4 separate regions of the Mus musculus genome follow, and regions 1, 3 and 4 are each linked to region 2. A link is a contact called in public Micro-C and promoter capture Hi-C data. All regions are on one chromosome and are shown on one strand. Each heading gives the region's core, a stretch centred on a gene start, on an enhancer-like site or on the middle of the called end of the contact. The rest is flanking DNA. Distances are from core to core; before and after follow the strand shown.

Region 1 (7,027 bases), core at 333-2,832, 590 kb before region 2:
CTCAGTGTTCCCACCACAGTGTTCCTGCTCTCAGTACTTTTGCTCTCAGTGCTCCTGTTCTCAGTGCTCAAGCTGGAACAAGTGGATGATGAAAGAACAGCTAGGCATGCTGTCGCACCTGTAACCTCAGCACTTAGGAGACAGAGGGCAAGAGGATTGGGAGTTCAAGATCATTTTCAACTGCATAGTGAATTCAAAAGCAACCTGATCTTACTTAAGACCTTGTCTCAAAAACAAACAAACAAAGAAAAGAGGCTGGGTGGTTTCACCCCAGTAAGTGATCTGCAGCCTCTCCTGAATGGTCCCAAGCCAGAACAGGGCACAATGTGTGTGGGGGCAGCGGTGTGAGTGGGTGGATGGGACTGTGCTCTGCAGCAAAGGCGTTGGGTTCAGGATGGAGCTGCAGGCAAGGTTACGGAGGGCAGAGCAGCCCTCTACATCAGTTATTAGAGTGCTTATCCAGCATGCACAAAGACCCTGGGTTCAATCCCTAGAACTTCATAAAGCATTGTGGTGGCAAGCCTGTAATCCCGGCCCTAAGAAGGTGAAGGCAAGCATATCAGCAGTTCATGATTATTCTCAGTTACATAGCGAGTTTGAATCTAGCCTGAGCTCCATGAGGCCCTGCCTCAAAAAAGAAATGAAGGCTGACAAGATGGCTTAGCCTGTGAAGGCGCTTGCTGAACAAGCTTGGAAACCTTAGTTCAATATCTGAAGCTCAAATAAAAGTGAAGGAGCATGCACACACAGGCACACACACATACACACACATGTGTGCACGCACATGCATACACACTCTGTCTTTTTAAAGAAAGGGCTGAATATAAACTGATGAAGGAATGAATGGGTGACTAGATGAGAAAAGACAAGTGGAGCCCAGACACAAAGGAGTGCGTAAGTGAGAGACAGAACACAGAAGCAGGTTGTACCCTGTTTCCAATAAGAAGAAAGGCAAACTGTGCAAGGTAGGCCAGCAGCCGGCTGCCCCAGAAACAGTGCAGGCAGAGCCATTCTCACTTGGGAGCTTGGCCAAGCTGCTCTGCCCTCCGTAACCTTGCCTGCAGCTCCATCCTGAACGCAAGCAACGCCTTTGCTGCAGAGCACAGTCCCATCTACCCACTAACACCCCTGTCCCCACACACATTGTGCCCTGTTCTGGCTTGGAACCATTCAGGAGAGGCTGCAGACCACTTGCTGGGGTGAAACCACCAGAGCTGTGCTCCTAGAGAGGTACGAGGGCTTGGAAGAAGAAGGCCACCAAGGATACACAGTTGTGGGCTTTTAGAAGGGGGGTATCTGAAGATACTGCCCCACGCTACCCCTCCCATGCTCACCTGGGATGATGAACCAGTTCATGTAATTCAGAAGGTTGATGTAACAGAGAACAGCTGCAGCCAAGTAAGCTCTCCAGCGGGGCAGGCTCCAGGGGACGGGTGTGGAGGGAGGCAGACACGTACCTGAAGCCAAGGCCCCATACTGCCCACCTTGGCTCAGGCTCTGGCTCTGTGGCCCTCCTGTCTGAGGTTTGAGACACTCTGTGGACATCCCCTCAGCAGTGCTAACTGCAACTTCTCTGTCAGAACGGGTGCCGAACAAAGCTACATCAGCTTGCCACCAAGTCACTTCCTGTGGGCTCCCAGCCTCTCAACCTCAACAGGCTGCCCCTTTAACTGCCAGACACCTTATCATCGCAGGTTCCTGCTGAGCACAGCGCAGCCACACTGGTGGGATTTCATCACTCTAGGCCTCTTAGCCCTGCTGGGGTAAGACGCCATGCACTGGTGATTGGATAACTCTGTGGTCCCTCAATCTAGCCTATGGCTGCAGCAGGGGCAGTGAGGAAGAGACGCTCCTAGGACAGGAAATGAGAGGAGTGTCCCCAAGCCTTGCTCACTGCAAACTGCCCTGCCTGTGCAGAAGATGGGCCGTTAGCACAGCCATGAACCAGGTTAGATACAGGAGGGTAGGTGTTGACCAGGATGGTAAGGAAATTGCACAGAGGAACAAGATAACAGAGATATCTGAAGACATAGAGACAAGCTTATGTAAAACTAACCCATGGGGGCTGGCAAGATGGCTCAGCCTGTGAAAGTACCTGCCACCAGGCCTGCTTGACATATGTTTGATCCCCAGAGCCCATATGGTGGAAGGGGAGAACTGCACAAAGTTGTCTTCTGACCTCCAAACATAACATACACCAAGGCACACAAGTGCACGTGCAGGTACAGGAGTACTCTCTGCTCTGTCTCTGTCTGTCTGTCTGTCTGTCTGTCTGTCTGTCTCTGTCTCTCTCTCTCTCTCACACACACACACACACTTTCACTCACATCCATACAGACACAGAATAAATAAATTTTATCAACAAGGAATAAGTCTAGGGAGATGTTCTCAGGGGAGCTGTAGAAATTGATTGCCAGTTGCAAGGGTAGAAAAAGTACAAATACACAAAGCCATCAGTGATGGCCCACACCTGTAATTCCAGCACTTGGGAGGTGGAGCTAAGACTATCAGGAGTTCAAGTTCACCATCCCTAGCTACATGGTGAGTTTAAAGCCAGCCTGGGCTACATGAGACCCTATCTCAAAACAAAACAACATTAAAAAAGAGTAACCATACAGGCCAATGAGATGGCTCAGCAGGTAAAGGCACTTGCTGTGTAAGGCTGACAGCCCAAGTTCAATCCCAATCCCAGGTAAAGATGGAAACTAACTCCACAAAGTTGTCCTCTGATCTCTATACATGTGTCATGGTACATGTGTCTCCACACACATCATGCACACGCACACAATATATTTTAAAAGTATTTAACAGCCAGGCATAATGGTCCATGCCCTTAATTCCATTTAATTCCAGCACTTGGAAACATAGGCAGGCAACTGTCTGTGGCCAGCCTGATCATGATCCACAGACAGAGAGGTCCAAGTCAGTCCAGTCTATGTAGTGAGAAGACACTGTCTCAGAGCCAGGGGTGGGGGCTGGAGGGTGCTGTGGGGTGTTGGGCAGAGATCTGACAGTTATGTGCAACCACCGCCTTTGCCTGGCATCTGTACCGAAGGGGAAATGCACAGTGCCAGATGCCAGATGAATGGATAAAATTAGAGTACAGAAAGTAGATCAGGAAAAAACTTCACAGCTGTCCGATGCGCTCAGGTGCCAAGCATTAGTTATGTAAACAAATGCCCTTGATCTGAAGTGTCTGCGGGCTGCAGTGTCTACGATTTACTCTTTCAAGTGGTGCTGGAAAACATTAATAGATCCTAGAGTTAGTAAGCAAACAGGGGTGAAGGTTGAGGCACAGAAAGATGGCTCAGTGGGGTTAAGGGTGATTGCCACCAAGGCTGACTACCTGAGTTTAATTCCTGGGAACAACAAGATAGAAGCAGAGAACTGACTCCTGAAAGTTGTCTTCTGACCTCCACATGCATACACACGAAAATAATAAAAATAAAATACAAGCATGTAAAAATGTCAAGTAAAGCAAATGAGGCAAAACATTAGCAATAGATGAACCTAAGGCAAAAGTTAGATGGTGTTTCTGGTCTTATACTGTAATCTTTCTGTACGTTAAAATGATTTCTAAGTAAAAGTTAAGTCAGAAAATGACAACCCGGCTTTAAAATGTACAAAGCACTTGAGTAGATGCTTCTCTACAGATACACAAATGACCAACAAGCTTGTGAAAGGCTATGCAACATTACTTAGAGAAACGCAAGGCCAAACCACTAGGAGATACCACCTCACACCCACTGAGCCACGGCAATAAAGAGAGGAAATGACTGGTGTGGGCCAGGCTGCTGAAACACGGGCAGTGTCGGTGATGCAGCCACAGGAGATAGGGTTAGTGGTCCTCAAAAGGTTGAGCCTAGAACTGTCATGGGATCCAGCAATGCGCCTTCTATGTACATACCCCACAGAATGAAAAGCAATGCGCCTTCCGTGTACATACCCCACAGAATGAAAAGCAATGCGCCTTCCGTGTACATACCCCACAGAATGAAAAGCAATGCGCCTTCCGTGTATATACCCCGCAGAATGAAAAGCAGGGATTCAAAGAAATATCCTTACACCCAGCTTCGCAGCAGCACACATATGCATATAAATAAAAGTGAAAATATGAAGTAAGACTAGACCTACAGAAGCAGCTAGGAGTGGAGTAATAGTCGTAGTGTGTGCATGGCCCTGAATTCAATCTCCAATATGAAAAGAAGGAACAGAGGGAGGAACAGAGGGAGGGAAGAGAGGTCAGAGAGAAAGATGGCTGGGGCTATATCTCAATGGTACAGTGCTTGCATAGCATGCAAAAGGCCAGAGGTCCTCGGTTCAATTTTGCAATAGTTGCAATACTAAAATAATAATAAGTGGAAACAATAGAAATGCTAAAGATCTGAGAAACAGGCAAGCTGTAGCATGCCCAAACAATGAGATATTATACAATCATAAACAGAAATAATACAACTCATCACAGATGATCCTCAAGAACAAGGCCGAGAAGCCAATCACAAACAGTCACAGCATCATCGTATGGCTCCGTTCCTTGGAAACACCTAACAGGTGTCCATAGAGACAGCAAATTACTGGTTGCCAGGAGGGGAGCAGAGAAAGCTTAATGAATGCCAAGTCTGTTTGGAGCTAGAAGCAGGAGTGGCACACAACACTGTATAGTACTAATAGCACTGAGTTATTTGCTTTACAAAGGCTTTCAATATTTTTCTGGTTCTCGAAATAGAATCCAGAACCTTACATATACTAGAATGGCTTTACCACTGTGCTGTATGCCCAGCCCATATTGTGTGTGTGTGTGTGTGTGTGTGTGTGTGTGTTACATACATTATATAATATATATGTTATAGAGATATATAATATACATATATACATATATACACACATACATATATAGAGACATATACATACAATATAGTCTTACTATATTGACCAGGCTAGCCCTGAACTCCTAGGGTTAGGCAATACTGTTGCCTCTGTCTTCCAAGTAGCTGAGACTACAGGTATGAACCACTAAACGTAAGATTTTATGTTATAGGGGCTGGAGAGGTGGCTCAGCGGTTAAGAGCACTAACTGCTCTTCCAGAGGTCCTGAATTCAATTCCCAGCAACCACATGGTAGCTCACAACCATTTGTAATGTGATCTGGTGCCCTCTTCTGGTGTGTCTGAAGACAGCAACATTGTACTCATATACATTAAATAAACTATTTTTTTTTAAAAAAGGAAGATTTTATGTTATACAAATTTCACAACCATTCTTGGAGTTGTTTTGGTTTGGTTTTGTTTTGGACGCAGAGACTTAATATGTAGCCCAGGCTGGTCTTGAATTCACAATTGGCCTTAGCCTTCTACATACTGAGATTACAGGCGTGAACAATACCTGTTCAAGCAGACCGGGTATGGTGGCACAGGCACAGGTGACTCCAGCTCCTCCAGGGGCAGAAGTGTTTCTGGAGCTCAGGAGTCTGGGGCCACAGTGAACTCTGCTAATCAGGTGTCCACATCGAAATGGTGACCTCTAGGAAGCAGGGACAATCAGCCTGCTTGTGCTGAGCTGAACAGGGATGCCCGTGAGCAGACACCACAGTCTAGTCTGGGAACACATGAGACTTCTCTTTCCTTTCCTGATTAGAATAGTTCATTGAATAAACATTCTTTATATTTTTTATCAGTCCTTTGAGAATTGTATGCAATATTTTTGCTTTTGCTTTTGAGACACAGTCTCACTGTGTAGCTCTGGTTGCCCTGTAACTTGCTACAATGTAGACCAGGCTAGCCTTGAATTCACGGCAATCCACCTACCTCTGCCTCTCAGTGCTGGGATTAAAACTGTGACAGTCACACTCAGCTGCCTGCTCCCTGCTTTACGTGCTGATTTGTGCTAATAAAATTCTAGCTGGGCAGAGGTGGTGTGTGCCTTTGATCCCAGCACTCGGGAGGCAGAGGCAGGAAGATTTGAGGCTAGCCTGGTCTACAAAGTTAGTTCCAGGACAGCCAAGGCTAAACAAAAATCTTGTTTCAAATAACCAAAAATAAAATAAAGTAAACATAAATAAATAAATGTTCACCATTACCTCAATTTTGGGAGTCCAATCAGAATATACGTTAGTTGGGAACATTTACTTCTCTGTAGGACTATCTATTTTTTCTTCTTTGGTCCTTCATGGAGGCATGAAGCTATAAATGCCTATGGATATTAACTTTTACCTTTAATGGGTTTTTTTTTGTTTTTTTTTTTTTTTTGGTTTTGGTTTGGTTTTGGTTTTTTGAGACAGGGTTTCTCTGTATAGCCCTGGCTGTCCTGGAACTCACTTTGTAGACCAGGCTGGCTTTTGCTTCCCCAGGATTAAAGGTGTGCACCATCATGCCCGGCTACCTTTAATGTTCTTAACGTGAGTCTGCTCTTCTATATGTGTCTATTAACTCCCTCAGCATGGTAAGTTTTCCCCAAACTCTTAAAATTGTAATTGGAGGCAATTTTTAAACAATAAAGTATGGAGGGACTGGAGAAATGTAGTCATGAGCACTGACTGCTGCTCTTCCAGAGAGCCTGAGTTTTGTTAACACCCACAGAAAAGTGTAGTATATGCACAGAGTGAGAGCAAAGCACTAATACACATAAAATTTAAAAGGTATTTTTAGTGTTTTAAATATCTAAAAAAATAAAAATTAAAGAATAATTTTAAAAGTTTGAAGCTGGGCTGGTGAGATGGCTCAGTGGGTAAGAGCACCCGACTGCTCTTCTGAAGGTCCAGAGTTCAAATCCCAGCAACCACATAGTGGCTCACAACCATCCCTAATGAAATCTGATGCCCTCTTCTGGAGTGTCTGAAGACAGCTACAGTGTACTTACATATAATCAATAAATAAATCTTTATAAAAAAAAAAAAAGTTTGAAGCTAGTCTGTCTTCAAAAACAAAACAAAGCCGGGCGTGGTGGCACACGCCTGTAATCCCAGCACTCGGGAGGCAGAGGCAGGTGGATTTCTGAGTTCGAGGCCAACCTGGTCTACAAAGTGAGTTCC
Region 2 (6,401 bases), core at 3,660-6,159:
GACCTGAGTTCAGGTTCTCAGCAACCACAGAGAAGTCTGGTGGTGTGGCCCACACCTGTAATGTCCGTGCCGGGGTGGGTGGGGTCAGAGAGGCATATCCTTTGGGCTTGCCAGCAAGCCAGTTTAGCTACAACAGCAAGCTCCCAGGCTCAGTGAGACACTGTCAAAAACTAGGAGAGAGTAGGGGACCTGACATTGACAGGCAAGTACACTGCCACGTGTACACACGCACAAAGTTGGAGAAAAGATGGAAAACTCCAGCTGGGTAGAGTCCAACTGCATGGCTTACAAACATTCTTCTGTCCCAGCTGCCTTCCAAGCACTTCACATTTTGACTTCCAGCGTTGAGTCTTCTTAAGGCCCTGTGCTGAATGTCCTAGTGTACTCATCGGGAAACACTAAGTTCATTCGGAACCAGGAAGGAACCTTGCGTTCTCACACATGCCCTCTCATTGCAGACCCTCAGTGATGTACATGAACACAAGCCAAAGCCCTTCTGACCACAAAGAATTCTTCTTCAATGTAAGTGTACAGCGCTTGCTGCCAACCTAAAGTTGGTAGAGCCAACCAACGAGCTCTGACTTTCTGCTCCTTTTCTTCTGCCAGGTGCATGGGGAGAATCTTTTTGGAGCTGTATTCCAGTTGCAAATTTGTGTCCCCATCAAATTACAAGATTTCCAGATTGTAAGAGTGAAGAATCTGACAAAGACTCAGGTATTTAAATGGGAGTCTGTGATTGCATCGCTTTCCAAAGACTACAGATTCTCAAAGATATAAAAACGAGGCCTGGTGGCACAGGCTTGCATACACAAGGACATTCCTAAGTTCAAGCCTGCAGCTATGGAGTGAGTAACCCGAGATCTATAATGGTAATTTTAAGAGGCGTTTCTGCCCAACTCCACCCTGTATAGCTCCCAAGAAAGAAACAGAAACCTTATTAACAAGCTATAAACCTAAACCGGGCAGGTTCTGAGCTATTTTAACCTACATCCCCAGCACAGCCCCGTTACCTGCCACCTGAGTCTTGCTCTGTTTGCTCTGCTCCACGTGTTTCCTCAGGGTGATTTTTCTCTTGGCCACATGCTCATGGTCCATCCTGCCTCATAATGACCTCCATCTTCCCCTCCTTTGTCCTTGACATCATCCCTACTTGAGACCCTCTCCTCAATCTTAAGTCCTGCCTTCCTCTCTTTCCTGCCCAGTCACAGGCTTGAGCCTTTTATTATCCAATCAGAGATTATTGGGGATCATTCTTTACAGCACATTGGTCAATGCAATGCCCCATGGCCAGACTGCAATTGGATCTTGGAGCACAGAACTCAGCATCTGAATACACAATGCATAAGACCAACCCCAACAGAGATCTTCTCATATACTAAAGAGGGCTAGGGATGCAGCTCAGTAGAAGGCTAGCCTGCACAAGGCCCTGGATCAAAACTTAGTACAAAACAAAACAAAACAAACAAAAAATACAACAAGGGCTGAAAAATAACTCAGTAAAGCACTGACCTTACAAGCACAAAGCCTAGAGTTTGAGTTTCAGAATCCATATAAAGTGCTGGCTGTGGTGGTACGGGCTTGGAATTTCATTGCTAGGGGAGGAAGGATCCTAGAAACCTAGTTTAACTGGTAAATTCCAGGACAACCAATGACTCTGTCTCAGTGGTGGATGGCATTCCTGAGGATGACACCGAAGGTGTCCTCTGATCTCTTCTTGTCTCCCTGCCCACCAACCTGTACCAGCACACAAACCAATGTGCATTTAATTTTAAAAACAAAAGCCAGCCAGGCAATGGTGACTCACCCCTTTAATCCCAGCACACAGGAGGCAGAGGCAGGTGGATCTCTGTGAATTCAGAGGCCAGCCTGGTCTACAGAGTGAGTTCTTGGAGAGCCAGAGCTATACAGAGACTCTGTCTCAAAAAACCAACCAACCAACCAAAAAAACAAAACAAAAACCAAGATAAGCTTTAGAAGAAAAAACAAGGCTAATTATGGGAAAATATTAGGAGAAACAGTCGGAAGGAAATTAGACATTAAGATTTTAAAGCAGAATCGTAATTCCCTTTCTTTGATGAAAATAAGCCAAATCTCAAACATGAGAGCCACAGAGACATTTATTTTCCTGTTGAAATTCTATAAATTCTGCTCCTGTGATTGGGGAGTGAACCGGATAAACATTTTCCATACTTTCTCTTGGTTTTGACTCTCTAGTCTCTTGCTCTCTGCTCTGCATCTTGACAACAGCATCAAGAGCAGTAAGGACCACAGCTGAGGCTTGGTTTTGCTCATCCTACACCAAGTATCAAGGCTCAAAAACCAGCAACATCAGACTTGTAGACTCTGCTGACAGGACGAGGACTTAAAGATGTGTCCACTTGTCCTCTGTCTAGTTTATTTTTTTTTTTAAAAAAGAGGAACATTTGTTAAAAGCAAGTTTAATCATGTCAACAAATGTTTTGGTTACCTTTTGAAAAACACAGTTCTCTTTTAAGAAGCTGACAGGAACTCTTAAGGATGTGCTTTCACCTCCATCTGGCTCTAGTGGCAGAGATTAGTACCAGAGGCCTAAAAGTGTACTTAAAGAGGCTCTGAAAGTCTAAGTTCCTGGCTTACCTAAATAGACTGTGTTGGCAGAGCAGGTCCGTGGCAGAGCTGAAACTCAGTACAGTCCTGTGGAAATGTTGCAGGTTTTTCCTTATTTGCTTCATGGCTGCGCTCTGGCATTTAGTCTTAAATTTCATCTTATTCAGAATCTTGTCTGTGAGGTAATGCAGCCACAGCACATTATTGTAAGGGTGATACTCACCCCAGCAGTTTTTGTTCTCCTTCCTCATGAGCCTGTAGATCTCAAACTGGTAGTCACCCTCACCTGTAAATAGGTCCTCTTCAGCGGAGATATCACAGAAAACCACAATCCCATCCCGCTCCAAGCGGGACAGGGTGTAGTCAATGATGTTGACCTGTAGCCCATGGGTGGGAATGGTGCTCGTTTTCCCATTGAGGGTGTAGCGGAGTTCTTTGAGGTTGGTTTTCTTTAAGAGCACATTTCCCCAGTGTAAGTCCCGGTGCTCAAAGTGCAGGGATGCTTCTGCCACAGCCAGAGATGCAGTGATCTGGTGGAGAATGCTCTTTGCAGTCGCCACAGAGGACAGCTTGGTTTTCATTCGCTCCAAGTCAACCCCACCAAACTCAAATTCCAGGATAATAAAGAGCTGGTCTTCCTGGAAAAAGTCAGGCCGGTCATTGGCAGATCTTTTGGTTGTGTTATAGTGATCCCAGGCTTTCAGCAGCAAGGGAGGGTAAAGCCCTTGAACACAGTGTACTGAGTTCAGCCCAATAAAGCCTTCTGTGCGGTTGTAGGCCTCACTAGACAAGAGACTCAGCTCTTTGGAGATAATGATCTCCGGCAGGATTTCCTCAAAGGTTTTCTGGTGGGACCCATTGACTAAATCTAACCCTTCAATAGCAATGATTTTTAGGGCTACAGGTGCTTGGTCGTTAATTATCTGAAACACTTCTCCAAACACTCCTTCCCCAATCTTCTCACACCGTTCCAGTTTTTCCGTGGAAAGGCAATCACTAAAGGGGATGGGCCCTTCCTGATTACACTCCCCATAAACCTTTTCAGCATAAGATGGCCTTTGGTCTGTGACATGCAGGGTCTTTAAGGGACTTAGCAAATACACAGAAGAGCATCGAGAAGAAACAGTAAGGTGTGCTCTGTTCTTGATAGGAGGGGTCGAACATTCAGACAGGAGGGACCTGGAGGAAGAACTGGCAACAGAACTGCATACCTCTATCACACTGGTTATAATTTTCTTCTTGTGGAAACCGAAGGAGGCTCTGGTTTTGGTCCAAGAATCCCTCTGGCTAGTATTCAAGTTCCATAAGGAGACTGACGCTTTCCTTTTCTTCTTAGATTGGTGGTAGTGGCGGGGAGGGGTTCCCGTTGCTTCTTGCTGTTTCCTCTTCCGGAGTGGCCCAGTTCTCTTAGGCCTGCTGATTTCCCCTGGTACACGAAGGTCTTTGCAAGCACTGGACTCCTCATAGTCTCTCTGGTCGACTCCTTGGGACACAACCTTTTTACACGCGGCCTTTCTCTTTCCCGGGCTTGTCAGATCAGGGTCCGTTAGTCTGTTTCCCATCTGCTGTCTTCTTTCACAACACGATTCCTTCACATTCTCCCCATCTGTCCCAAACTTGTTCTCTTCTGTGGCCCCTGAGTTCACAAGGCTAAAGAGAGATGACCTGAAGCTGGCTTCGGCTCGGAGGGCCCTCCCGGTGTACCTGTCACCGGTTGCTGCCACCTGGGGGCAGGGCACAGACGGTTCACTTAGGGAGGCTGCCGGCAAGTGGAAGCTCCCGGGGACTGCAGAGTCAGCATACAAAGGGTCGGGGGCTCCGGGCGAGGCCGGAGAGCTGAAGAGGGAGGCACTGGTGCCCAGCTCGTTGCTGTCCCTGGACTGGATGCACACACTGTGGTCCGACCCGAGGCAGCCCGGGCTGCAGTTGGGGAAAGGTGGCGGTCGCAGCCGGCTGCACGGGGTGCTGCACTTCTGCGGGAGCCGAGGTCGCAGCCTTTGGACTCTTGGAGTGTTTGTCAGGGTCCGCTGGTTCCGGGAGCCGCTGCCCCGAGGACGCCTCCGCCGCTGGCCCACGAGGCTGCCGGGGAAGTCGGGGTCGTCCGGGTCGTCGGAAGCGACAGCCGGCGACTCGTTACTGTCGCTGAGGCTGCTGCTGAAGGCGCGCTTCAGGTTCGGCGGCTGGAACCATTGCTCAGCCAGCCCGCCAGGCTGCCGCTGCGACCCCCGGACGCCCCTCGCCGCGTACGTTCGAAAGAGCCGGGTACCCGACCGCGGGTGAGCCTGTGCCATAGCGAGCGCCCGCCCGGCGTTTCAAACAGAAACACCGCGAGACTGCGGCGAGCGCGCGAGCGCCCGTCGGCCCGCTGGGTCCTAGCGCCGGCCCTCGGCTGCGCAGCCTGCCTGACCTCCCGGAAGCCGGCAGGGGGCAGATGCCTAGCGGGACTTGGAGCTCAGGGTGGCTCAGCAAAGGCTCTCTTTTCAGGACCACACTGAGTGCACCCAGAGTCAAGAGCCTGCGTGTGGAAGCGATCCTGTGCAGGTGAGCGAAGTCGTCTCAAGAGCCCGAGAGAGGGATGTGGAGAGCCTCTTGAGAGGGTGACTGCTTCTGCAGTGTTCTTTCTGAGACTTTCAGCCTCTCTGGTCCTGTTTGCCAGGATAACTGACACTTGGCTTGGGCGAAGGGGACTTGCTCAAATGTCTGCTCTGGGACCTTGGATGCCCTATCTTAGATATTCAGATTTTCAATCCTAAAACACGAAAAGGGAGTAAGCAGACTCACCTTTTGCTTTTGCAGCATGTAAAAGAATGGCATTCAGTGGTCTGTGCTATCACATCTAATAAAGAAAATGTAACCGTGGCCGCAGAGATCTCCGTGGGCCACACTAAGCAGGTACTTGAGACTGAGAGACTGCAGATTGGGTCGTCCAATCCTAGAGGACCTATCCTCTAAGAAAGGATAATAGCATCTGAAAGGTGCCGTTCAAAATAGATCATTTGATTGGCCTGTCTCAAACAGCTCTTAGCAAGTTACTTAGTAGGGATTTTAATCTTTTTCCATACTAAGACATGTTGGAATGACCTGTGATTACCTCTTTGTTTCATCCCCAAGTGTATCCCAGCAGCAAACCCTGCCATCCCACCTTCAGAATACATATGAAATCACTTCTCTCTGTCTCTATTGATGTGGCTGTAATTTAGGTCACCGTCTCTGGCCTGTTGCATAACCTTGGACATGCCCTCTTTGTCTTGGCTTCCCCCCTAACCAGTACAAATAGTTCTTCAAGAGCTGGAGGGCCAGGCGTGGTGGCACACACCTTTAATCCCAGCACTCAGGAGGCAGAGGCAGGCGGATTTCTGAGTTCAAGGCCAGCCTGGTCTTCAAAGTGAGTTCCAGGATAGCCAGGGCTATTACAGAGAAACCCTGTCTCGAAAAAAACCAAAAAAAAAAAAAAAAAAAAGAGCTGGAGAGGTGGCTCAGCAGTTCAGAGCATGCGCTCTTACAGAGGATATGTTGCTTCGGCTCCTAGCACTCAAGTTGGGCAGCTCACAACTACTTGGGACTCCAGCTGTTGGAGGATCTAACTTCCTCTCTTGGTCTCCATGCATATGTGCACATACATGCACACTTATTTTTTCTAAATTGTATACAAGAAGTACGCTGTAGCTATCTTCAGACACACCAGAAGAAGGCATCGGATCCCATTACAGATGGTTGTGAGCCACCATGTGGTTGCTGGGAATTGAACTCAGGACCACTGGAAGTGCAGTCAGTGTTCTTATTTGCTGAGACCTCTCTCCAGCCGCGCGCCCCCC
Region 3 (6,414 bases), core at 447-2,946, 530 kb before region 2:
AAGTAGCATAAGACCCTCTGCAGGTCCAATTCTAGAGCATCTGATGTCCTCTTCCAGATTTTGGGTACCAGGCATACACATGGTACACATAAATTCACCCCGGCTCATATATATACCCATTAAAACAAAATCCTTAAAAACAAACCCACAGAGGGATATGGTGGGGCATGGTTTTAGTTCCAATCCAGACAGAGGCAGGCAGATCTCTTGAGTTCGAACCTGCAACCTGGTCTGCAGAGGGGTTCCAGGACAGCTAGGGCTATACAGAGAAACTCTGTCTCAAAAAACCAAAACCAACCAACCAAAACAAACAAACAAACAAGCAAAACAACTACAAAAAACCAACCCCTCCCCTATCCCAACCATAAAGCTGGATTAGTCCCTAGGTGGGCAGTATTTCAAAATGGCAGATTCACTCAATGTTTGTTTCTTTGGTCTGGTGGGACAGTGCTAGGGAGGTAAGCCAGGGCCTTGTGCCTGCTTGCCCAGTAATTTTTATTACATGCCTAACGGAATCTGCTCCTCTTGTTCACTTTACTTGGAGTTCACAGAAGCTTCATGCTTTTGTGGGTAGAAATGGACCTGATTTCCTATGCACAGTTTTTGTTTTCTACAGTCCAGGTACAGGGAAGTAGGGATTGAACAAACACTTATTGAAAGAACAAGCAAGGGGCTGGAGAGATGGCTTAGCGGTTAAGAACACTGGCTGATTTCCCAAAGGTCCTGAGTTCAATTCTCAGCAACATGGTGGCTCACAACCATCAGTAATGGGATCCTATGACCTCTCTTGGTGTGTCTGAAGAGAACAACAGTGTAGTCATATACATAAGTAAATAAATCTTTAAAAGAAAGAAAGAAGAAACAAAATTGAGTGTCAATGTTACTTTTCCCCCTTCCCTTTTTTGTTTCTTTATTGCTACAGTGTTGACAAAGCACTCAACTGGGAAATGGGCAAGGAGGTTGGATAAGGTTGACTTTTCCTAATCTCGGCTTTCACACTTGGACTTTACATAGTAGGTGCCTTTTCTAGAGGAGTCTGATCTATTATGGATCCTCATCCCCAGACGGAGATTGGGTATCACTGTGCAGCGAAGGGGACCTGGGTCTTCTAATCCTCAGCCTCAAGTGTTGAGATTACAGGAGAATACCACCTGAATCCGAACCATTTATCAGGTTGTGCTAATCACAACTCTGCACTTTACTCAGTCTTACTATTTACTTAAACGTTTTCTGCTATGAGACTCATAACATTTTTATTTCAAGGACCATTCTGTGCATTCTTTATGAATTATCACCATGCACTCTATTTTGCGGCTGCTTAAAATGGTGCACACCAGTACTAAATTCGGCTTTGTAACAATGACTAATTCGCACACCTCCGATGTAGTGTTGGATGGCTGCTGGGTCCTCGCCAACATCTACCACTTCTGGTCCCATCACGCTTAGACCTCCTGCTTATACCGGGAGGCAGCGTCCTGACCCTCCGCGACCTCTTTGTCATGGCGTCCGCGGGGCGTCTACCAGCCGACGCTTCCGCAGCTGGGCGGGCGTGGACCTTCCCAAGATGGCGGGGCTGAGCCCACTGCGCGCGGTGGGCGGGGTTCCACCGCCGGAGGCGGGGCAGCAGGGCCGAGGGGTCGGGCTAGCAGGAGTGCTGCTTCTGAAGGAGGCAGGCTCAGCGCGCTTGCGCGGAGCGGCCCTGCGCGCAGTGAGGCAGTGGCGGGGGAAGGCACCGGTGGGGCCGACGGGCGGGCAGAGGAGGGAAGCGGGCGAGCGAAGTCCCAGTGCGCGCCGCGGCGGCCCGGGTACCCTCCCCTTCCGGGCGTGAGGCGCTGAGCGAGGAAAGCCGAGCGGAGCGGACTCGCATAGGCGGCGAGGTGCTTCTCGGGTCTCCCAAGACCGGCCTCCCCGCGGCTTCGGCGCTCCGGTCCGGGTTCCTCAACACACATCTAGCTCCAGGCACCGGCAGAGCTTGTCGCCAGTCCGTCGAAGTCCCGGTGGCGGCCCGGGCTCTCGGTGGGGAGGATGACGGAGCTGCAGTCGGCGCTGCTACTGCGAAGACAGCTGGCAGGTGAGCGGCGGGGCGCCGGGCCGCGATCGCGGACTGCCGAGCCACTCGCCTCCTCTCGCCCGCTCGGAGGCTGGGTGGTGGCGGGCCGCGAGGGTGGGAGCCCGCGAGTCGCGGCGAGCTGGCGACACTCCTGGCCCGGCTGTGGAGGGTGTTGGGGGCGGGGACGCTCCCCAGCCTCGCCCTCGGACGGGCCGGACGCCCTGGGCGGCTGCCCCCTCCCCCACGGCACTGGGGCGTTGCGGGGGAGGGGCGTGGGTCCCGGTCGGGCCGACCCTCCCTGAGGGGCGGATCCCGGGCTCAGGTGCGGCGGAGGCCGCGGAACCTCGGGGACCCCGGGAGCTTGCGGGGTCCCCGCGCGGCTGTGAGTCCGAGCCGTGTCGGGGGCCGGAGAGGGGAGGCGCGCCAAACTTCTGGCCCGGCAGCGCGGGGTTCGCGGAGTTAGGGCAGACAACAAAAGCGACGGCGGGGCTGGCCCGGGTGCTGACGCGGGGCACCGGGGGGCTCGGCGGGGAGCGCGACTCCGCTTCGCCTGCCTCCGCCTGGCACGAGCTCGGGCTGCGCCGCCCGTCTGGGGGAGGGTGGGCGCGGGCGCTGGGGAGAGCGGCTCGCTGGCCGGCCCGGGCTTTGTGCTCCGTGGGCACGGCTCGGGCTCCTTCGCGCAGGCTCGCGGCCACCGGGCTGCGGCCCGCCTTAGGCTCTGGCCAGGGGCGGCGGCTCAGTGCCTCCCCCGTGGAGTCTCTGTCCCCCTCCCCCATTGTCCCGGCCTCTGGCCGTTTGCGGCTTCCAGGTTGACTTTTTAGGGGGTTGGCTCCTACTCTGCTAGGACTGTGTGAGCGGAGCATGCGCGCTGGAGGCGTACGTGTGCGGAGTGGAAGGGGGGGAGGGAGGAGGCGGGTTGGTGCCTTCACAATGCCGCCCCACGTGCTGCCAGATTTAAAGAGAAATGAACCGGTAGTTAGCCCTGCTGTCCTACGCCAAGCGTGTGCCTGGCTTGGTTCAGGCGACTTCACCCCTCCTCAACCTGTAGCCAGTCCTCTCCCCCCACCCCCCTTTTAAACTTTCTGAAAGCCGGAATGTTGATAAATGAAATAGATTTCTATGAGTTTGAGGTGTCAGCTAAATCACCTTTATGACTTCTTAAGGAAAAGGTCGACAGGGGCTGTTACAGATTGTATAATTAGGTTTATTATTAGACCATGAGCTAACAGGTTTGGACAAGTATTAAAATTCTAGGTGGGACAGCAATTTGAAGTGGATGGAAAAGTTAGAATCCCCATCAGAAATATTTTCGAAAGAAGTTAAACAATTTATTGCATCTTATTTAAAAACATTCTTTTTCTGAGGTCTTTTTCGCCTTTTGTTTTGGATGAAGGAATTAAAATTTTTGACTTAGTAGGAATTCTTTATCGAAACCTGCCTGGTCTACTGTAGTGGATTCTGGGACATCAAGGGCTATGTAGAGAAACTCTGTCTCAGAAAACAAAAACAAAAACTAACAATAAAATCAACTATCTGCATTAATTTTTATTATGTGGCAAATTATTAAATAGACGGTAAACACTGAATATTAAAAGGATAACCTTACATAGTGGAAATGACATACATTTTTAAAGGTGCAAAAGATTTTACAGTTTAACAATACCACTATGTTAAAATAAGACCCATTTGTGAGCATCTTTTTTTTGGGGGGGTGCTGAGGTTAGACAGTTTTTCTAAGGAGTCCTTCACTGTCTGGAACTCACAGAAATATGCCTGCCTGCCTCTCTCTGCCTGTCTCTCTGTGTCTGTCTGTCTGTCTCTCTCTCTCACAGGTTTTCTCTTATATAACCCTGATTGTTTTGGAACTCCATGTAGATCAGGTTGGCCTTGAACTTAACACAGATCTGTCTTCTGCCTTCCAAGTGCCTGCCCCCCACCTTCTTGTTCTTTGAGCTGGAATTTGAATCCTGTACCACCATACTAGGTTTATTTATTTTATTTTCCACAGAAATAATAAATAATAGTTTAAATCATATTTTAGGGATACTTAACTTTCTCAAAATGTATGGAACAAAGTTTGTTGGTTGAAATGTGAAAATATTAAATTTATTTGAGAAGACTGGATGAGCACCTAAAAATAAAGGCTTTTTCTTTTTTACTTTAGCATTTTTAAATGAGTTTTCTTATCACTTGAAAATAGTAAATGGTAAAATATAATCTTGAAATGAATGAACTTGTATAAATGCCTTAAAAATACTAAATTGAGCTGACTAGGTAACATAATCTGATAAAGTGTCCTCAGTGCTAGAGTTTCAGAAATGTATAGCAGTGGCTGCATTTGTTGAACTAGTAGTTTGCCAGTGATAAAAGGTTTTGATTCATTACCTAGGAGAATTTATCCTGTAACGAGGCTTTGTAAGCATTCAGTTGAGCAGAATGGTGCCCTGAGTGACAGAATTTCTCATTTCTGGTACCATGACATTTAGGGCAGTTGTTGCTGTGGAGGGTTGTACCTGTGCAGTAAAGGTTACAGCATTCCTGTCTGTACCTACTAGATACCAGTAGTACATCCCTTCATTGTGACAGTGAAAAATATATCTATTGCCAAAGTTCCCTGAGACGGAGTCATTGGATTATGGTGTGTCACAGTGGTGGCTACTGGGAAGCCAGTAAGAGCACCACACACACACATGAAGTCAGACAGCTTGTGTATTTCTCTGTGATATTATTAGCTTATGACTTACTGCTCGACGGATTTAGTGGCAGTTTTTTGTTGTTTGTTTTGTGATGCATTAAACACCAAGAAGTCACTCAGTATGATAGATCAATTAAAAAAAACACTTTAAAGGTATTATAAACACAAATTAAAATAGAATACAGAGCTGGGCATGGTGGCACATGCCTTTAATCCCAGCATTTGGGAGTACATTTGAGGCCAGCCTGATCTGCATAGATCTAGGGCAGCCAGAGTTACATAGACACTGTCTCAAAAGAAAAAAAAGAAAAAAAAGAGAGAGAACAAAAATTAGTCATTTTTCCTCCTGACCAAGAGTCCTCTTTGAGGGACCTTGTCTTTACAGAGATTATCTTTTATATTTAATTTTAATTGAGAAATTATCTTGCTTTGTAGCAAGGTGGGTTTAGAATACTTGGACTGCCTAGCTCTACCTCCCTAGCCTGGATTACAGGCCCCTACCCCAGCTGAAGAGGTGATGCACTTAATGGCTTCTTGGCTGAAGACTGACACGGACCAGCCACTGTTATTTTACACATTATCTCATTTAATCCTCCTGAAAGAAAACAGAGGCTTAGTGAGGTCAAATAAATGCTGAAGGTCAAATAATTGCTGCTAATGGAGTTGCTAGAGCCAGGACCTTCTTATTTTTATAAACTTCTCGTATTCAGTGGGCAAATTGCTCCCAAGGAGCCGTAGTTGACGCAATCAATGAAGTATAATTTTACTTTATTAAATTTTTTTTTGTGCATGAATATTTTGCCTGTATGTAAGTATGTGTGCCGCGTGGGTGCCTGGTGCATGTTTGGTGCTAGAAGAGGGCTCCAGACCTGCTAGAACTGGAGTTATAGATGGTTGTGAGATGCCATGTGGGTACTGGGTATCTGTCTGGGTTCTCTGGACGAGCAATTAGTGTTCTTAACTGTTGAGCCATCTATCAGTCACCATGAAGTAGAATTTAAAAATCAAATACCATATGTATTGGTTTACTCCTTTGGTCCTAGCACTTGTAAGACAGATGCAGATGAATCTCTGAGTTCAAGGAAATCCTTAGTTTCATAGTAAGACCCTGTCTTGAGTGGTAGGGGTAGGGCTAGGGACTCTCAAATACTCAAAATTAGCTTACTCAGTATTACTGTATAAAATAACATAAATCTTAGGTAAGGGCTGGAGAAATAGCTTAAAAGTATTGATTTGAGGGATATAATGCTCTTTTTTGGCTTCTGTGGGCACTACACACATGTACCCAGACATTCATGAAGGCAAAACTTTTATATACATAAAATAAAAATAAACCTTAATAAAAGATCTTAAATAAGCTAGGTAGTTGCTCAAGCCTGTAAGTCCCAGCTATGGGAGAGAGGCTGAGGAGGACAGTCAAAGTTTGTTGGCTTCTTGTCTCAAAACAACAAAATAAATAAGTAAAAAGAAAAAACAAAACCAAAAATTGTATTTATTTTGAAAGGTGGGGTCTGATGTAGCCCAGGGTGTTTCCAATGATGACCTAAAGTTCTGATCCTATACCCTTTATCATGTGAATGCTTGAATTACAGGTGTGTGTCATCATGCTTGGTTTTATGTTATTCTAGGTATTGAATACAGAATTGAATGCTAGGCAAGTACCCTACCA
Region 4 (7,238 bases), core at 1,350-3,849, 560 kb before region 2:
AGTGTTGGGCACTTACCTTTAATCCCAGCACTTGGAAGGCAGAAGCAGGTAGATTCCTGAGTTTTAGTGAGTTCCAGGACAGCCGGGCTACACAGAGAAACCATGTCACAAAAACCAGAAAGGCAAAGAAGTAAGTACAGATAGCCGACTGAGTTAGCAGTCTGTCTAAACTCCCCCTACCCCACCCCCCGACAGTTACCTGGCAACAGCCAGGTATGCTTCACCCCACAGTTACCTGGCAACAGCCAGGTAGGCCTGACCCACTATGAAAGAGGCTGTTTGTCCCCTCCTCTCTCTCTTGTTCCTCTCTTACTCTTCCCTTCTTGCTCCCTCTCTGTTGTTGTTTTGGTTTGTTTGTTTGTTTGTTTTAAGATTTATTTATTTTTCTTTATATGAGTACACTGTAGCTGTCTTCAGACACACCAGAAGAGGGCATCAGATCTCATAACAGATGGTTGTGAGCCACCATGAGGTTGCTGGGAATTGAACTCAGGACCTCTGAAAGAGCAGTCGGTGCTTTTAACTGCTGAGCCATCTCTCCAGCCTGTCTTTTGCTGTTGTTATTTGAGAGGGTTTGATTTTGTTTTCTTGAGATGGAGTCTTTCTATGTTTTCATGGCTGTCCTAGAATTCCCTCTGTAGACTAGACTGGCCTAGAACTCACAGAGATCCACCTGCCTCTGCCCCCTGAGTGCTTGGATGAAAGGCATGTGCTGAGTTTTGTTCATTTGCTTGGTTTTTGTTTGTTTTGTTTTTTTTGGGTTTTTTTGAGGCAAGGACTCTCTCTTATCCAGGATGACCAGGATCATAATCCTCTTCCCTCAGCCTTCCTCCCAAGTACCAGACATGAGTCAATATGCCTGGCTTTTCTCATCATAATTAACAAAGAATATGGGGTGAGAAAGATGACCAGAGAATGGATTTGTTGGCTCACAACTACTTGTAACTCCATTGCCCAGATATTCTTGGCACACTCATGGTATGTACACACACACACACACACACACACACACACACACACACACACAAATACATACGATTGGAGAAAAAATATTTTGATAATTTTTGTGTATGCCTGCATGGATGCACTCTATGTATATCTTTTTTGTCTGCATGTGAGTCTATACACTCCTAAGCATACCTAGTCCCTAAGAAAGCCAGAGAGGGTTCCTGATCCCCTAGCACTGCAGTAATCGATGCCTATGAGCTGCCACATGGGGGAGAGTAGTGAACCCTGGTTTTCTAGAAGAGCAGCCAGTGTTCTTAAATGCTAAGGTGTCTCTTCAGTCCCAAGGGGTAAAATATTTTAAAAGTAAAATAAAATTAAACACACCACACATACACACACCCCAAGATTTAACACAAGCGTAATTCTAAAGCCTGACCTAGTGACACACACCTGTGATCCCAGCACTCAGGATGCTAAGGCTGATGTTAGAGTGTTTTGGGTCAACTTGGGCTACTTAGCAAGACCCTGGTTTTTAGTTTTTGTTTTGTTTAAAAATAATAAGTAAAATTTATTTATTTTTGCATGTTTGAGGGGGAGGGGGTTCACACCTACCATGGTACATGGAGGTCAAAAGACAGTTTGCATTAATCATTGTAGTCTTTCACCATTTGAGTCCTGGAGATGGAACTCAAGGGGTCTGGTTTGGCAGCAAGTGCCTTTATCTGGTAAGCCATTTCACCAGTCAGAACTAATTATGATTATGTACACCCACTACCACTACCACCACCACCACCACCACCACCACCACCACCACCCCACACAACCACCAGCCACCCCCTCTGCCAGTACAGAGGACTGGCGGAGGTGAAATGCGCGGGAGGCAAGCGCTCTTGAGCTCAAGTCCCCCAAGTCCCTGATGTTAAGAGGGGTGGGGGCAAGGGAATAGTAATATCCTCGCCAATGCTGTTTTGTTACTTTAGTTTTTCTAAAAGATTCCCTAAAGTTCCTTTATGAGCTTCGGTTTTGTGGCTGGCACTCCTTAAATTCTGAAGGCACAAGGACCACCCAGCTCCTGACATGTCCCTACCCCAAAAGAGTTAGGAAAACTCCCAACCCGCGTACTTGGGGGCAGCCTTTGCTGACTGAGATGAGAACCTGAGGAGAAGGGCCCGAAATGAAACATCTGGTGAAAATGATTCATTTTGATCACATTCTCTCCAACCTCTAGGCCCCTGGCAGGTATCCCGAGCCCCGCCCCTCCAGCTGTCCCTAAATCACCTTATGGGCCCTGGCTCTCATTTCCGTTTCACCAAAGTCTGATTCTTCACCTTTCAGGAACTGGCTGAATACAGACTGGTCCCACCACAGGGAATTCAGTCCGGCAGTAAGTTGGGGGACTGTAAACTAGTCGTACCTGCTGACCCACTAGGGTACATTCCAGGCAGAGGTGGAACCACGCTGTGTGCTCAGCGTAGATCCGGCGCGCAGCCAGTAGGTCGAGCTCGCCACCTATAGCTTCCTGGAAGTTGGCCCGGGCAGAGTCTGTCTGATATCCACTCAGGAAAAGAGAAAGCCCCGGAAACTTCCCAGGTCCCCAAGAAGGGTGCATCAGGCTTCTGGTGCGACCATCTGCTTTCTTTATCATTCTAATTAACTGCTTGGGGCACACTTGGTCAATTGTGAAGTTATGCAAATGACCGAGGTTGGTATTGTTATTACTAAGAGTCACTTGGTTGCAAAACTGTTTTGACTATTCTAGTATCAAAACCTATCCAGTCTGCAAGGAGAGGGGAGCCTCTCTGCTCTCCGCCCCATCTCACCCCATTTGAAAATCTTTTGGGGGAGGCCATCCTAGCAGTCCTAGTGTGCAGAGAGGGAACTCAAATTAGCTAAGGCGGAGATTTTTCCCTGTGTCTTGTTTTAAGCCGAACCTTCCGGAAATCACTTGCTTCTAGGCTGCTCAGTTTGTCTAGCCTGGAAGAGGGAAAGAGAGCACCAAACCTGGAGCTAATATAGGTAAAAAGCCCTCAGTGTCCTAAGAAAACAAAGCCTGGGAGGTAGGCGCATCACCAGTAGGAATGATGGAAGGGAGGGAGGTAGAAAAGGAAGAGGATGGGGAGGGGAGGAGGAATAGGAGGATGGGGAGGGGAGGAGCAGCAGCCGCGCCGCCGCCGCAGTAGAAGCAAAAGCATTATGAATCGTTAACTTGAATTTTGCAATAAGCAACTTTTTTTTTTCAGTGTTGTTGACTCTGGGACTTCGTGTGTGCTAAGTGCTAAACATGAGCTCTGTCGTTGATTGTACCCTAACCCCAACAATTAAATTGTTTTAGCATAAATATATATCACAAGTGGATAAAAATGTATTATTCAAAATTAAAATTTACATAACTCTAAAAAAGACTTTAATGTCTTGAACGTTTTTGTTAATGTTTATTTTGCGTGGTGCTGGGGCAAATGTGGGTTTTTACGTGTGCTAGTCAGATGCTTTCGTCTAGGAACACCCTCACTCCACTCTAGCAATCCGTGTGTTTGTGGGGGAAGGGAGACAGAATATCACCTTGTCCTGGTCTCCGACCCTTGCCTGGAACTCACTACATAGATCAGGCTGGCCTGCAACACAAGAGATCTGCCTGCCACTGCCTCCAGAATGCTGGGCTGGGATCAAAGGCGTATGCCACCGGGATTGGCTACAATGACTGCTTTTCGTATTTGGGCATACACAAGGATTTGCCCGAGTGTGGGAGCATGAGTGGAAGCCACAGGTCAAGTTCTCAGCGTCGTCATTTATTGTCTTCTACCTTATTTTCTTAAAACAGAGTCTCTCGTTGTACCTGGTGCTAGAGATTAGAACTCAAGTTCTTACGCTTGCTACTCAGTCCTACAACGGGTGTTCTTGCTGCCACGTGAACATCTTCTGAGACTAGAAGCTCTGGAAAAGACAAGGTGGCAGAAAAAACCTGGGTAGGAGGAAAGGGATCAAAGGCCCAGGGCTTGCCTTCCAGCTCCCCAGGATCTGTGCTCACCAGACTAACGGACACACACACACACACACACACACAGGATCAGGATATGGAAGGGGACCAAGATGGTAAGTCTAGCAGGACATCAGGATTTAGAACAGGAACAACGTGGTAAGTCCTGTTAATTCAGGAGAGAACTAGCTCTGAACTAACCTTCCAAGGAGGCAGGATGTGTCACTTCGAAAGACAGGGGCATGACACACCCCAAAGGTGGTTTAATCTGATGTGGCCAGACTAGCAGTATTGACAACCCTCCTTTGGACATGTGACCACTCCAATCCAATGGCCGCTGGGAGAATAATAATCTGAAAACATTTCTCAGTGTTCCATCCTGAAGGCAAATTCCAGCTCAATTCCCACCTTTCCTCCTAACCCCAATTTGCCCCAGGGTCACTCAGTAGCCTGCCTGTCTTGAAGCTTACCGTTCATCCCGGGGTGGGGGTGGGGGGCATTTCTGAAGTACCCTGCAGCCTCCTCTTTACCTCCAATTTACCCAGCTCTCCTTCTAATAAAGCAGGTCTCATCTTGCCACTCCCCAGCTGCAGATCCTCCCACCTTTGCATTTGAGGCTTTGCTTCAGCCCTTAGAAGCAGAAAAGCAGGACAAACCAGGGCAGCTAAGTGAGTAAGCCAAGCCTCTTCCAGTCACTCAGGAGAAACTTACTCACTCTGGGAGTAGCTGAGAGCTGAGGACCCAGGCTCCTGAGCCGGGGGCTCTGTGGCTCACCCTCAGGGGACAGCCAGACTTTACCCAGTTACGAACAGATCTTGGAGTTTCTTTCTTTTTTTTTTTTTTTTTAAATTTATTTATTTATTATATGTAAGTACACTGTAGCTGTCTTCAGACACACCAGAAGAGGGCGTCAGATCTTGTTACAGATGGTTGTGAGCCACCATGTGGTTGCTGGGATTTGAACTCCGGACCTTCGGAAGAGCAGTCGGGTGCTCTTACCCACTGAGCCATCTCACCAGCCCCGATCTTGGAGTTTCTATGCAAAAAATGTGAATCAAAATTATGAGAATCAGCCAGGCAGTGGTGGCACACACCTTTAATCCATCCCATCATCACTCAGGAGACAGAGGCAGGTGGATCTTTGAGTTTGAGGCCAACCTGGTCTACAAGGGAAGTTCCAGGACAGCCAGGGCTACACAAAGAAACACTGTCTCAAAAAAACCAAACCAAACCAAACCAAACCAAACCAAACCAAACCAAACCAAACCAAACCAAAAAGTAAATAAATAAAAACTAAACAAAACAAAAACCCCAAAACTATGAGAGACCATTTCACCTGTCATCAAAGGGCACAACAAATAACAAAAATGACCCAAGTAGGGGCTGGCGAGATGGCTTAGAGGGTAAGAGCACTGACTGCTCTTCTGGAGGTCCTGAGTTCAAATCCCAGCAACCATATGGTGGCTCACAACCACCCGTAATGAGACCTGACGCCCTCTTCTGGTGTGTTTAAGGACAGCTACAGTGTACTTACATATAATAATAAATAAATTAAAAAAGAAAAAAAAAAAAGACCCAAGTAGGTCCCTGAAACAGACTCTACCTTACACTTCTGGACAGAATGTGGTTATTAGGGACATCTACCAGAAATTTGAATAGACGAGGTGTCCCAGCACACAGGTTCTGAGAGAGATGAATGAGTCACGTGCATCTCGGTATTTGCTACAGCCTTGTGAGTTTTTGCTACAACTATTCCATGAAATGGTTTTCTTGTCTGCTGTGTTTGTTATTATACTTCTGTTTTGCAGCTCTGGAGATTATTGTCCAGGGATCTGAGCAGGTTAAGCATATTTTCTATCACTGGGCTGTGCTCCCAGCCCAACTATATGTTATATTTTATTAAAAAGAATAACAAGCTGGAGAGAGGCCTCAGTAAAGTGCATGTTAGGTAAACGTGAGGACCTGAGTTCAAATTCCCAGCACCCAGTGCTAGGATTAAAAGCATGTACCATCATGCCTGACTTTTAGGTATTTAAAAATGTTTTACATATATATGTATGTGTATGTATACATACATACATATGTATATATTTTTAAAACAACAACAAAAGCAGCTGTTTAGCCCTGTCTGGGCCAAGCCCTGTCCCCTGCTCAGTTTTCCATCTATTTAAGAGGACTTTGGAAGAAGAAGATATACTTTAAGTCTCCCAGGTAACCAAGCAACCGGGTACTTTAGCAATGGCCATGAGTTAGCATTTGATGGCATGAGGGAGGGGGCAAAAAGGAAATGTCATAGGTGAAATCAGGATGTAGTTGGGGTCACCTGAGGGGCAGAATCTCTTCTCTGGCTCTGAACGGATAACTGCAGGCTAAGCTGTACCTGCCTAGACTGGAAGAACCAGGATTCTGACAGCTCACAAAGATGTCAGTTCTCCAGGTTTCCCCTTGCATCTGCCCATGGGAGTCCTTGGGTGACCCAAGGAAGGAATGGAGCCTGCAAGGAGCAGGGTTGGGGGTACCTGAATGGGGGCTCTGGCTGACCTCTGATCTCCACATGTTCACCTTAGCTTAAGCATACCTCACCCTAAAGTAAATAAACAGGCTGGTGATGATTCGCCTGGAATTTGCTCTGTAGACCAGGCTACCTAGAACTTACTCTGTAGACTAGGCTGGCCTCCAACTCAGATACACCTGCCTTTGCCTCCCACATGTTGAGATTGAAGGCCTGTCCACCTGATGACACATACTTTAACGTCAGCATTTGACAGGCAAAGGCAGGCAGATCTCTGAGAATTTGAACCTAATGTGGTCTATAGGGCAAGTTCCAGGTCAGTCAGGGCTACACAGTGAGACCCTGCCTAAAAACCAGTAACAATAAAAAACTAAAACAAAAACCAAAGTGAATAAATAAATATAGTTTAAAAAATACATATATGCCGGGCGTGGTGGTGCATGCCTTTAATCCCAGCACTTGGGAGGCAGAGGCAGGCGGATTTCTGAGTTCGAGGCCAGCCTGGTTTACAAAGTGAGTTCCAAGACAGCCAGGGCTATACAGAGAAACCCTGTCTCAAAAAACCAAAAACCAAAAACCAAAAACCAAAAAAAAAAAAAAAAAATGTCTGGTGTGGTGGCATACCCCTTTGATCCCAGCATTTGGGAGGCAGAGGTAAATGAATCTCTGAATTTGAGGCTAGCCTGGTCTACATAGTGAGTTCTAGGACAGCCGGGGCTATGCTAGAGAGACCGTTTCAAACAACAAACAAACAAAACCCCCTTTTTAAAAAAAATGTAATCATGGGTCTGAAGAGATGGCTCC

Evidence for each region. Promoter capture Hi-C pulls out the DNA fragments that hold promoters and counts their contacts. A called contact is a pair of places that touch in the nucleus more often than the background predicts.
Region 1: a promoter capture Hi-C map of pre-B cells shows a contact between it and region 2, with 3 times the contacts expected there. The contact joins the promoter of Spns3 here to the promoter of Haspin in region 2. A contact is called at or near these places in 4 of 39 promoter capture datasets (the C10 cell line, embryonic stem cells, liver and 1 more).
Region 3: a promoter capture Hi-C map of pre-B cells shows a contact between it and region 2, with 7 times the contacts expected there. The contact joins the promoter of Ube2g1 here to the promoter of Haspin in region 2. A contact is called at or near these places in 2 of 39 promoter capture datasets (hippocampal neurons and pre-B cells), 4 of 484 Hi-C or Micro-C datasets (CD4 T cells, CD8 T cells and embryonic stem cells), 3 of 115 datasets of contacts at active chromatin or transcription factors (embryonic stem cells, epiblast stem cells and extraembryonic endoderm stem cells) and 1 of 9 other capture datasets (liver).
Region 4: a Micro-C map of embryonic stem cells shows a contact between it and region 2, with 2.6 times the contacts expected there. The contact joins the enhancer-like site here to the promoter of Haspin in region 2. A contact is called at or near these places in 3 of 39 promoter capture datasets (the HPC-7 cell line, hippocampal neurons and pre-B cells), 2 of 484 Hi-C or Micro-C datasets (both in embryonic stem cells), 5 of 115 datasets of contacts at active chromatin or transcription factors (embryonic stem cells, large pre-B cells, pancreatic cancer cells and 1 more) and 1 of 9 other capture datasets (embryonic stem cells).

The regions. Positions count from the first base shown.
Region 1 is chr11:72,548,664-72,555,690 of GRCm38.p6, forward strand. Spns3 (spinster homolog 3) reads right to left here and starts at 1,583. Exons shown (of 12, transcript NM_029932.3): 1 at 1,335-1,583. The coding sequence starts at 1,545.
Region 2 is chr11:73,133,385-73,139,785 of GRCm38.p6, forward strand. It overlaps Haspin (histone H3 associated protein kinase), which reads right to left and starts at 4,910. Exons shown (of 1, transcript NM_010353.2): 1 at 2,100-4,910. The coding sequence starts at 4,877. The coding sequence ends at 2,613. Itgae (integrin alpha E, epithelial-associated) reads left to right here. Exons shown (of 31, transcript NM_008399.3): 25 at 459-522; 26 at 607-714; 27 at 5,071-5,127; 28 at 5,383-5,478.
Region 3 is chr11:72,605,565-72,611,978 of GRCm38.p6, forward strand. It overlaps Ube2g1 (ubiquitin-conjugating enzyme E2G 1), which reads left to right and starts at 1,697. Exons shown (of 6, transcript NM_025985.4): 1 at 1,697-2,071. The coding sequence starts at 2,026. Gm51906 (a long non-coding RNA gene) reads right to left here and starts at 1,599. Exons shown (of 4, transcript XR_003949712.1): 1 at 1,377-1,599.
Region 4 is chr11:72,574,117-72,581,354 of GRCm38.p6, forward strand. All of the region lies in intron 2 of Gm51906 (a long non-coding RNA gene), which reads right to left. Among named protein-coding and RNA genes, the nearest start is that of Spns3, 27 kb to the left of the region's middle. Within about 2 kb of position 2,600, at least 85 of the 459 cell types and tissues checked have an H3K27ac peak or open chromatin away from gene starts, as enhancers often do. A contact at or near this core is called in embryonic stem cells, hippocampal neurons and pancreatic cancer cells, where this site is marked.